Regions from separate parts of the Mus musculus genome. Here all the other regions are linked to region 1. The links are chromatin contacts, called in public HiChIP or PLAC-seq maps. All regions are on one chromosome and are shown on one strand. Each heading gives the region's core, a stretch centred on a gene start, on an enhancer-like site or on the middle of the called end of the contact. The rest is flanking DNA. Distances are from core to core; before and after follow the strand shown.

Region 1 (2,700 bases), core at 146-2,645:
CTGTAATGGGAAGTGGGCCACAAGGCAGCAGTTTGCCTTCTCCCATACTTAGCCTTCCCCAGGTCGAGTCAGAATATAGATAGCTGTGGTTCACAAGGCATCTTCTCTTTCTACAGTGTGGGAGGTTGAAAGGGACTGCATGTGTCTAGAATTGGTTTGCAGACGGCAACAGTAATAAGTATTTCCGTATTATTGAGCGTTTTCTTTCTGTGGCAGTAAGTGGCCTGGGATGACTGTCTCACTGCATAAGGCTCATCCTCTCTTTCTTCCTCCCTCCTTCCTCTCACTTCTGTCCCATGTAGCTGGCCACCCCCGTCACTTTCTGAGTGTAAATGACGGCCCCTGGCCTTACTATTTCTTTTTATCCTTCGTAGCCAGCATAAACTTGATGCAATAGTAAATGATGTCTCATGAGCAGGAATTCTTTCCTTTGAGGGAAGGCTCCCTTTGAAGGTTTCCATCCCCTCAAATATATGTGATATTAAATATGAGGGGGATTGTGTGGGTGGAGGATGACGAGGAGAGGGAGGTGGGAAGAAGAGGTTATGGGGGGTGAGAAACAGACATGTTCTCTCATGGGAAGAATACCTCTCACAAAACATACACACACATATGAAAGACGTGAAGGCAGAAAGAGGACTATTTAGGGAGAAGGGGACAATGTAGGAGCCAGGGGACAGTGGAGCAGAGGGAGGTAAGGGTGAGCAAACATTCTGTGCTACCCATGTGTGAAAATGTCACAGTGAAGCCCATTACCCCGTGTGCGAACAGTCATAGTACAAAATGGCTTTACACCTTTTAGACTATTGGAGAAGCACACACATTCATCTTACTTCTCATTTTAGAGACAGGCTACCCACGAGGTGATTCTCCACCATATCGGCCTAAGATACATGATGCAAATGGCTGTTCCTGTCACATTACCTCATTTTTGCCTTTCCCCTCAAGAAATCACACAGCTGCCTCAATTGAGGAAAGAAATTCCCCTGGGCTAGTTTACTTCAAAAAAAAATTTCAACTTTTTCTTTTTCTTTTTTTTTTTTTTTCTGTTTCTTTTTTTAAACCACAAACTTAATTTGCATCTAGAGCTTCCTATTTTTGACTCTCGATGTTACCCAATAGATACCACAGTGTAACTGCTCCTGTCCACACTCGCAGGGGAGAACCCCTGTGGTTCTGATTAGAAGAATAGCACTAACCTCCAAAGATCTCCTGTCCTTATTTGCAGAATTCAGCAATAATTAGTATAGGGGTTTTTAAAAAATTCATCTTTCTTCCCTCTGGTGAAGGAAGTTGGACAAATGTTGAGCATTTCCGAAAACGTAGTATGCTACCTAGTTGGGGAGTTTTAAATTTTTGCCTGTAAACACCTTACTTATTGTTTGTTTGAAACAGGATTTCACCATATAGCCCTGGTTGGCCTAAGCTTGCTCTGTAGACCAGGCTGGCCTTGAATACACAGATCTACCTGCTTCTGCCTCCTGAGTGCTGGAATGGAAGGCGTATACTATACACCGTGCCCAGCATAATTTACTTATTAAAAACTTCTGTGAATATATTTTTTTCTTGCTGTGAGACAGAGTCACACTTTGTGGCTCAGACTGCCGAGGAACTCACGATCCTTCAGTGTCACTGTTCTGAGTGCTGGGCCTTCACACTTCCTCGTGAGAGGTTTCACTTTGGGAAAAATTATTCAGCTTTTTAAAAAAGTATTTTTATGTGGTGTGTGTGTGTCTCTGTGTGTGTGTGTGTGTGTGTGAATGCATGTCACATGTGTGGAAGTGTCAGAAGAGCCCAGAAGAAGCCGGAAGAGCACCTTGGATCCCCCGAGCTAGTGTTACAGGTGGTTAGAATACCTGACATAGTTGCTGGGAACCAAACTCTCAGGTCTCCTGGAAGAGTAGAAACAACTACCAGGTAATCCTTGCAGCCCTACAACTTTAGTTTTAAAATTTCAAACTTACAGATAAATGCCAAGACTAATACAACATTGCTTATGAATTTATATCACTAACATCATCAATTATCAATATTTGGATTGACCCACTTTGTCTTTTATTACAATATGATTTCTGTCTCAATTAGTTGACAGTAACATCAAGCATTCTAGAAATTTATTGGTCCTTAAACACCACATATATCATTAAGCAATAATGATATATAAATATATATACACACACACATACACACACACACACACACACATATATATATATATATATATATAACCACAGTGCTGTTATTATTCTTAGAAACTGTAGCAATGTGGTATCTATAACTCATGCCCAGATTTCCCCAATTCTTCCCAAATTACAAAATTATTACAGTCCGGGGTTCCAGCAAGGCCTGTGCATTTGTTCATTTGAGGTTTCTTTAACAGAGATCAGCTTTCACAGCCTTGTCATGCTGTTCATGACACATATTTTGATATCTCTGGGCTCTAGCTTACCCTTCTTGGTTTTTCAGATGGAGCTAGTCTGTTCCCCATGGATCAAGTATACCTCCTGCCCTTCCACTGCCTGCTTCCGTGGTTATTCTGGGTAGCTTTCATTTGTTCCTTTTTACCCCCTAGGCTTCCACACTAGTCTTTTATTTCTCTGGAAAGCCTCTTTTATCTTTTATTTTGGGTTAAACTTTGGGACACTTTCTTTTATTTTATTTTTACATTTAATTTTTCTTTTCTTTTCCCTCTGTAGACTC
Region 2 (2,700 bases), core at 33-2,532, 170 kb before region 1:
TTTGGGTGTGGGTGTAGGTGTGTGTATGTGTGTTGGGGGTAGGGCATTGAATGCTTGTAGAGACCAGGGAACAACTACTGGCTCTCTCCTTCCACCACATGGGTCCAAGGAATTGAACTTGTCAGACTTGGCAGCTCATTGAGCCAGTTCCCTGGACCATTGTTTATTTCTTATTGCTGGAACTGCCTCCTTGCTCAATCACTAAGGTGGATGATCATAGAGTCTGTAGCTTCCTTTACTAAGACCCATCCTGCTCAGCCTCTCCTAGGGACGGTGGCTTTCTCAGCCTATGGATCTGCATTTCTCTTTGGCGCTTGTGGTTGGATTTCCCTAGGCAACTGTGTGTGAGATGAGGCTGCAATGATGGGTACTGGCTTTGACGTGACTGCTGACCTTGCGTCTCATCTTGACTTCCCGTGTCCTTTCATGATCACTCTTTCTAGGCTTCTTTGGTGAGGAGGACTGATGGCATCGTGATCCTGTAGCCCCACAAATTCTGCCTCACTTTTGGTGCCTGCCATCATTTCCCCCTGCACAGGCAGGTTTGAAAACCCTGGGAGGGTTCCCATATGCCATTGGGTAGGAACCTTGACTTGGTATTGCATGAACTTGACAGGTATGCATGAAGTCAGGTGTGGTATCACATGCCAATCTGCTATCATAGCTTTGGGAGTGTAGAGCAAGAGGATCGAGCATTAGAGGCCAGGCTGAATTACATAACAAGGCCCTGTCTCAAAAAATCCAAAAACAATAGGGCTGGCTTTGTTGTACCTTGCCTCAAGGAAGCTCTCCAATACCCTCTTCTTCCTTGCACTATTCTGGTCATCTCCTGGTAAGTGGTCCTCAAGAGCAAGAGGCATTCCTAGTGGCTACAGTTGACTGTGTAGTTACTTCTGTGAACTGGAATCATTAGGGCCTGTGATATGGGTTGTTACCTCACCCTTTCTCCTTCACTGAACACCGAGCCTCAGCCTTTTCTAGCTCCTATACCATGAAGGTACTTCTTTGGGGTCATTCTCTGGGCCATCTGATGAACAAATACATTTTTATTGATGTCATTTCTGTTGGTAAAACTATATCCATTTATTTCATTGGGCTAATTTACTGTTCATCAAATTTCTTTGGAAAGATGACCCGCTGGGCATGCACTGTGAACAGAAGGCTACTCTGTGTGCCACTGGCTACAGATGGTGCCAGCCTCAGTGGCTACACCCCTGAGGTGGCACGGGAGCATCAGACAGCTGCTGTGCCTCTGTCTTGTGGCTCTGTATAAGGTGACAGTGACCGGTGCAGCTGCAGCAGTTGCTGCATCCTCCTCTGGTGTAACAGTAACAAGGTGGGGGTGCTACACATCTGTTCCTGTTGCTAATCACGCTGTATTAGGTGTTTCAGGCACTCCAGGGATATGAAGCATATGGACAGGTATGCATAGGCTGTATACAGATCCAATTAAATAAGGAACTTGAGCATGTGACTATTTTAATGTCACTGAGATTCTGGGACTAATCTCACATGGATAATAAATGGGCTTAAATATCTACTAGACTTTAATAGGAAAGTGTTGTGGACTTGTTATTTGAAGAGTTAACATCTAATGCCACTAACTGTACTGTTTGGCAAAAGAACCTTTTTGTTGATGGCATTATATGACATCGTAAGGGTGGGATCCTCTGTGTAGGACTTTGTGTTCTCATAAGAAGGGACATCAGCATATCTTTTCTATATTGCTTTATCTCCTAGGACAAAATATGCTTCTTTTATATTCAGTGGGAAACCCTATAAAGTGTTTATTTGGAGGCAAGAGGTACCCTTTGAAGCTACTCTGAGTGCAGCCTCATTTCTCTTTAACTTTCTGGCTTGCCACTTCCTACACCGTGTGGGTGGGGTTCTCGCTTGATGATGTTACTGGTAAGTTGAGCACATCCTGAGATGATGGGCTTAGATGTTATGGAAAGTGGCTCCTGGGACAAGAGGAGCTCATCGCTATTGCTACAGGGCTCGTTCCATCTTAGTGAACTAGCTAAGTACGTTCAAAAGTGCTCGTTTACGAGGTGGGTTGATTACCTTAACCCGCTCCATCTCTGACTCAAAACAATGCTATTTTTAAACTTTTATTGACACATTTGGTTTAGATGCTATTGATGTGTTGGATTTTTATAAATTAGAGATCTGACAGTCCTGTTACTTTTTTATCTTTAATTTTCTCGTTTACAGTAGTTAGTACTTTGTGTAGGTATAAAGGCAAATACTTTCCGTACTGAACTCATTAAGGCAAATTACCTTCATGTAGAGAGAAGCTCTCTCAAGACCTATGTTACGATCTGTTGTAAAGGAAATACTTCCAATTTACTGGGTGTTGGCTTAGAGATAAACAAAAAAAGGGAAAAAATTTAAAACCTTTTATCTTACCGTTAACACATTAACTCTTTATAACTCATCGTGTTTATCTTTTATTAGATGAGGGATGTACCTGAGTCCTGGCTACCAACAGAGAAATAGGTAACCAATAAATAACCAATCAATGCCAGTAAGGGGGATCCTGAGCTTTTGAAGTTTCGGGTAAATTTTGTTCAAATTCTATTTGCCAGTTGGTGTGCCCTCAGATGCTCCACAGAATTACAAAGACTTCCAAAAATTATTTTCTTACACTCACCTGTATTCATCAGTCTTAGCAAGCTATTATAAGCTGCTCACATCGTC
Region 3 (2,700 bases), core at 190-2,689, 170 kb after region 1:
TATCTTTAAAGGAAAAGCCTATAATAGCTAATTCTTATTTTAGCTCCCGACAATTCTGTTTTCTCTCTTATTAACTTCCCTTTAGCTAATAATGTAACTAAGCTTTCCACATCCCTGAGGAAGAAAGAAGAAATAGTATTCCTGTGTGTCATAATTCCTGGTGTGCAAAACTGCAAAGAGAAAGGTTCCTTGGTGTCTCGTGTGTGTGTGTGTGTGTGTGTGTGTGTGTGTGTGTGTGTGTGCGCGCGCGCACACACACACACACACACACACACACGCAATCCAAAGTATGATACAAAGAAGCCAATATATAGTGTATCTGAACAAAGCTACTTGCTAAAGCCAAATTGGGCAGGTTTGTGAGAATTCTGTCTTCTGTATGAAGCCTTATGAGTTAGAAGGATGCACACACATAAATATTTCACTGGTGCAAGCACTCCTGCTCCCTGATTCTCCCATATTGATTACCACTAATCTATCCCTTATGTCACTTTCCATTCCTGTGGAAATAAGATAGGTATGTGCCTGGAATAAATAGCCTTCTCCCCATTTGGAAACCGTGCAGAGTCTAGAGCACATTACAACCTTCCCTATAATGGAAGTACCCACACGCTGGCAATTGCTGTCTACAGACGTAATGAACCAAGTGGGAGGTAATGAGAAGTGACTGTCACGCCATCTCTGGGGCCCAGTTTCTCCTGCTGCACAATTACACTGTGACCCCAGAGAAACTGAGAAGAGTGCAACATTCTTTCCTTTTCTAATGATCTTAAAATCAGCCTTAGCTTATGGAATGCGTGTGGAGGGGTGCAAGCAGCAGCATCACCCATTTGGCAGTCCAGAGGCTGTGCGGGGGAGGTGGGGGTCGGGGCGGGGGGAGTGTATGCTTGCAGCAGAGAGGAAGCTGTCTGTCCGTATAGTTCTGCTTTTGTCCCAGTGAAGACTTGGTCTCTGGCTGGAATGATGCCAGCTAACAGGAGGCTCCTTTCCTACTTTCCCTGGTGCATCTTTGGAGCCGGTTACTGGTTACTTCTAGAAGCGGAGAATGTGCGAGTGAAACTGTTACTCAGAGCCACATTTATGCTTCAGTGATGTGTGTTTCACCTTTAAGAGGCAGGAAAAGCTTTTGAATAATGATAAGTGTAGTGAGAGCAGTTGCTGGACCCCACACAGCCCCGGTCTCATCTCTGTATTTCAGGGAGAACCTTGATTACCACACTGTGGACTGGTCCTTCAAGTGGGGAGTGGCAAGGCTGAGGAAAAAGGTAGAAAGGGGCACCTGCTGAGTCAACTTCTCCTGAGAGAAACTGCGAAGAAAGTGCAAAAAGGTGGAAGGCTTTTAAAATTCCTCTCATTGTCTTCCTTCTGCTCAGGCCTGCCCACGCTCTGGGGGAAGCCTGCCAACTGCTCACTGAACAGTGAATGGAGACAAGCTGGGCTGCTGGTATTGCTCAGCAAGGGAAGAATAGAGGCATGGCTGGCTGCTGGCTGGACCCGCACCACTCTCCTATCTTCTGTGCTTCTGCCAGCAGGAAGCCCCCAGGTGGCACGAGGGAGAATTAGTGTGCAAATTGCAGGATCTGCTCATTGCTCACCACTTCCTCAGTTGACAGTTCCACAGAGCTCCTTTGCCTTTCATCAGGGGAAGAGGGAGCTCAACAGGGTTCTACTGACTGGCTTATGACTTTTATGTCTCCCTGACTCCAGGGTGTTTTCAACCTCCCTGACAGCAGTTCTGTCCTTGGATAGCCTGCGACACCTACCTCTGATCATCTTTTATGCCAGGCATGGTTTGGAGTTGGCAGAAAAAGGTAGAAACTGATCCCTTTTTATAGAATAGGTCCAAAAGTATGCCATAAAAACAAAACAAAACAAAACAAAACCAAAAAAAAAAACAAAAAAAACAAAACCAAAAAAAAAAAAAAAAAAAAAAAAGGAAGATGAAAACAACATAGTTAAACGGAGTCTCTTTCTCCACTTTGTTAATAGATAGTACTTCTTGAGGAGTTACTATGGGCCAAATAATATTCTTGGCATGTTTCATTAAATCCTGTCATTTTTATTTTATAGAGAAAGGAGCTGAGGCACAGGGTATCCAGAAAACAGGAAGTAGACCCTGAATCCATATTTTATGTACTAGGGCAGTTTGCTTTACAAAACTCCTTAGTTATTTTTGGATTCATTCAATAAGTAGCTCAGAAACACCACCACCTTAATGTCACTTTCTCTGCCAGCGTTCCTTACCCTTGTGAGTCCTGTGACTTCCTGACTGTCTTGTCCATGTGAAACAAATGCAAGGGCATCATCATCAGGAAACTGAAACACACATGGATCCAGAGGTGACAGTTTTCTCCACAGAGGATCAGGTGGTAACATAGTTTAGGCTTTGCATGCGCCATGGTCTCTGCCTGAGCTAGACAGAAAGTATCCAGAAACAGCATGTAAACAAATCATCACATCTATGTGCCAATGCAATCGAAATGATGGGAAGTGGATTTGGTGTATCTGGTCCATGGGCTGCCTGCTACAGAGCACGAGAAAAGCCAAAACTGTGGCTGCACGTGGCCTGTGTAGTACTTCTTGTTCATGTCTATGAGGCATCCCCCAAGGATACACAATCGGGCACAGAGACTTGTGAAGCACTTAGGGACTGAGGAAAAGGTTTGTGGAGAAGGTGAAGTGAGAGTGTCTCCTAAAGGA
Region 4 (2,700 bases), core at 33-2,532, 250 kb before region 1:
TTATAAACTCCACTCTGTCATCAGCTGTGTAGAAATGTAATGTTTGTATTTCTATGTATTAATTTTTAATTACATGAAAATGTACGTGGGGGACCCTGGAGGAAGTAGGGACAGCTGAGAAAAACAGATGCCGGGTTAGGATAAACAGTCCTGAGAAAAGGAAGAGCAACATTGTTCTCCAGAGAGCCAGCCTCCCTTTGATGCAGCCAGACCACCCGCGTGGATGCAGGCTTGGGTAAAACTGGCACTCTGGAAATGGTGATTAGAAATGAGAGTGTTCAAGCCATGAGGGCACCCGCCTCGACTTCTTGGGTTTCTAAGTAGATGGTTCTCTTGGACCGAAGGGCGAGAGGTTGAAAACAGCTTAGGGGATTGTAGGAGAGGAGACCACATGGCTGAAAGGGGGGGAGGGGGGCAGAGAAGCTACTGATGAGCAGCAAAAACAGAGATAGGCAAAGCTGAGCAGTTCAGGAATAAGCTAATATCCATCGCTGAGCTGCTTCCTAGGGGTGATGTGCTAGGACACGGATGTGCACAGATGAGAGTCAGGCACGAGGTTCAGCAGAGTGATGGATGACTGAGCAGTGAGCTCGAGAGCCTGGCTGTCACACCACAGCCAGCAGTGTGACCTTGAACAAGATGCTCCACCTGTAAAGTGGAGACCGTGAATATCTACCCCCCGTGGCTGTGCTGAGGTACACGCAAGACTGTTTCATTAGACATGTGTGATGGACAGCGTTCCATGACCACTAGCAATTTTTCTGTCTGGAGGATTAGTGCTCAGTATAGAAGTTTCTTCCTAATGCTGCGACCCTTTAATACAGTTCCTAATGTTGTGGTCATTGCTACATCATGACTGTAAGTTTGCTACTATTTGGAATTGTAATGTAAATATCTGTTATGCAGGACATCTGATATGTGACACCTGTGGGGGTCGAAATCCACAGGTTGAGAACCTCTGGCTTTGTATCATTTCTTCCTTTTCCAAAGTTATTTACAGTTTGATTAGAGCCATTGACCACTAAGTCAGTGGTTACAATGTAGCGTGACGAGTGCCACTCACTAGCTTACTGATTCTGTCATTTTATTTCATTCAGAAAATAATAAGGCAAAGCTGGGTGTGGCAGCCCTGTCCCTGTCATTCCAGCGCCTGGGAGGCTGAGGCAAGAGGGTTACTGCCAGTTGGAAGCTGGCCTAGGTTATTTATACCAAGACCTGGTCTCAGCCCTATCCCGCCCCTCAAAAAGTTTAGCAAACTAACAAAACGCAGATCTACTAGTGAGACAGGAAGGGGTGCCAGATCATGACTGAAAACGAAAGGAGGATCTTTCTGTGGTTTTCTATTTAAAGACCAGGTGCCTCTTTTTCTTTTTCTTTCTTTTTTTTTTTTATACTGCTCTGGGTGTGTCTGAATTTTCAGGGTGTTCTTATCTGCCCTGCTTTGATTCTGTGACGTACAGTTGCCCTTTCCTGATTCAACTAAGCTGAACTGGACCTGTCTCTTAATTTTCTGTATGCTGTGCATTAACTAAGTTTCATGCTTCATCCTACATCCAAAATAATGTCTCAAAAATAAAGATCTGGCCAGGCGTGGTGGCACACACCTTTAATCCCAGCGCTTGGGAGGCCTAGGCAGGTAGTTCTCTGTAAGTTTGAGGGCAGCCTGGTCTACATAGAGAGCTCTAGGACAGCCAAGACTACACAGAGAGACCATCTCTACAGCAGAAAGGTCTGGTGATGTTTTTCCATGCGAGAACCTTTCTCTGGTTTCTTATTGGTAAGAGGATAAAGTCTGAAACTCTTAACCTGTCCCTTGCCCTACCTGACTGTCCCGTAGTCAGGGTTTCTATTCCTGCACAAACATCGTGACCAAGAAGCAGTAGGGGAGGAAAGGGTTTATTCGGCTTACACTTCCATACTGCTGTTCATCACTAAAGGAAGTCAGGACTGGAACTCAAGCAGGTCATAAAACAGGAGCTGATGCAGAGGCCATGGAGGGATGTTCTTTACTGGCTTGCTTCCCCTGGCTTACTCAGCCTGCTTTCTTATAGAACCCAAGACTACCAGCCCAGAGATGGCCCCACCCACAAGGGGCCTTTCCCCCTTGATCACTAATTGAGAAAATGCCTTACAGCTGGATCTCATGGAGGCATTTCCTCAACTGAAGCTCCTTTCTCTGTGATAACCCTAGCCTGTGTCAAGTTGACACAAAACCAGCCAGAAAACTGACTCTCCCCATGGCTCACTGGAAGACTCCCCCTTTTCTCTACTTCTTCTCCCGGAGACTGCCCAGCGTTGTAATCTCCAGGCCTCCACAGTACCTCTTCATTCAGCACACACTCCCTGGGGCTTCATACTTGCCAGAGCGTTCCTACCGGATGAGAAGCCAAGATCAAAGTCATGAAATTCTTTGGGAATTTTTAATCCACACGAAAAGTCAGACAGTCAACAGAGTGAAATGGCAGATGGGAAAAATATGAAAGAAGGTGCTGGAGAGATGGCTCAGCGGTTCAGAACACTGGCTGCTTCCAGGAGACTCAGAGTCAATTCTCAGCAACCACACGGTGACTCACAACCATCTGTAACTCCCAAGTCTCAGGGGGTCCAGACCCCTCTTATGATCTCCTGGGACACCAGCCACACTTACATATGTGTAGACTAAACACTCCTACACATAAATAAACAACATTAATCTTGAAG

The links. HiChIP or PLAC-seq counts read pairs in DNA pulled down with a chosen protein or histone mark.
Region 2: a BATF HiChIP or PLAC-seq map of CD8 T cells shows a contact between it and region 1, with 7 read pairs. The contact joins two enhancer-like sites. A contact is called at or near these places in 1 of 484 Hi-C or Micro-C datasets (nephron progenitors) and 4 of 115 datasets of contacts at active chromatin or transcription factors (CD8 T cells, double positive thymocytes and embryonic stem cells).
Region 3: a contact with region 1 is called in an H3K4me3 HiChIP or PLAC-seq map of bone marrow-derived macrophages, with 7 times the contacts expected there. The contact joins two enhancer-like sites. A contact is called at or near these places in 13 of 484 Hi-C or Micro-C datasets (B cells, the HPC-7 cell line, Sertoli cells and 7 more), 3 of 115 datasets of contacts at active chromatin or transcription factors (CD8 T cells, bone marrow-derived macrophages and microglia) and 1 of 9 other capture datasets (bone marrow-derived macrophages).
Region 4: a BATF HiChIP or PLAC-seq map of CD8 T cells shows a contact between it and region 1, with 12 read pairs. The contact joins two enhancer-like sites. A contact is called at or near these places in 1 of 39 promoter capture datasets (embryonic stem cells), 1 of 15 datasets of contacts at CTCF or cohesin (pro-B cells), 4 of 484 Hi-C or Micro-C datasets (B cells, the Ba/F3 cell line, centrocytes and 1 more), 9 of 115 datasets of contacts at active chromatin or transcription factors (CD8 T cells, cardiomyocytes, effector CD8 T cells and 3 more) and 4 of 9 other capture datasets (adipose tissue, embryonic stem cells, liver and 1 more).

Annotation. Positions count from the first base shown.
Region 1 is chr3:133,582,161-133,584,860 of GRCm38.p6, forward strand. No RefSeq gene overlaps it. Among named protein-coding and RNA genes, the nearest start is that of Tet2, 39 kb to the left of the region's middle. Within about 2 kb of position 1,396, at least 97 of the 459 cell types and tissues checked have an H3K27ac peak or open chromatin away from gene starts, as enhancers often do. A contact at or near this core is called in B cells, CD8 T cells, the HPC-7 cell line and 4 more, where this site is marked.
Region 2 is chr3:133,410,084-133,412,783 of GRCm38.p6, forward strand. No RefSeq gene overlaps it. Among named protein-coding and RNA genes, the nearest start is that of Ppa2, 100 kb to the left of the region's middle. Within about 2 kb of position 1,283, at least 15 of the 459 cell types and tissues checked have an H3K27ac peak or open chromatin away from gene starts, as enhancers often do. A contact at or near this core is called in CD8 T cells, where this site is marked.
Region 3 is chr3:133,753,577-133,756,276 of GRCm38.p6, forward strand. No RefSeq gene overlaps it. Among named protein-coding and RNA genes, the nearest start is that of Gm6135, 37 kb to the right of the region's middle. Within about 2 kb of position 1,440, at least 108 of the 459 cell types and tissues checked have an H3K27ac peak or open chromatin away from gene starts, as enhancers often do. A contact at or near this core is called in the HPC-7 cell line and bone marrow-derived macrophages, where this site is marked.
Region 4 is chr3:133,331,154-133,333,853 of GRCm38.p6, forward strand. The region is part of intron 5 of Ppa2 (pyrophosphatase (inorganic) 2); the gene reads left to right. Among named protein-coding and RNA genes, the nearest start is that of Ppa2, 22 kb to the left of the region's middle. Within about 2 kb of position 1,283, at least 76 of the 459 cell types and tissues checked have an H3K27ac peak or open chromatin away from gene starts, as enhancers often do. A contact at or near this core is called in B cells, CD8 T cells, centrocytes and 2 more, where this site is marked.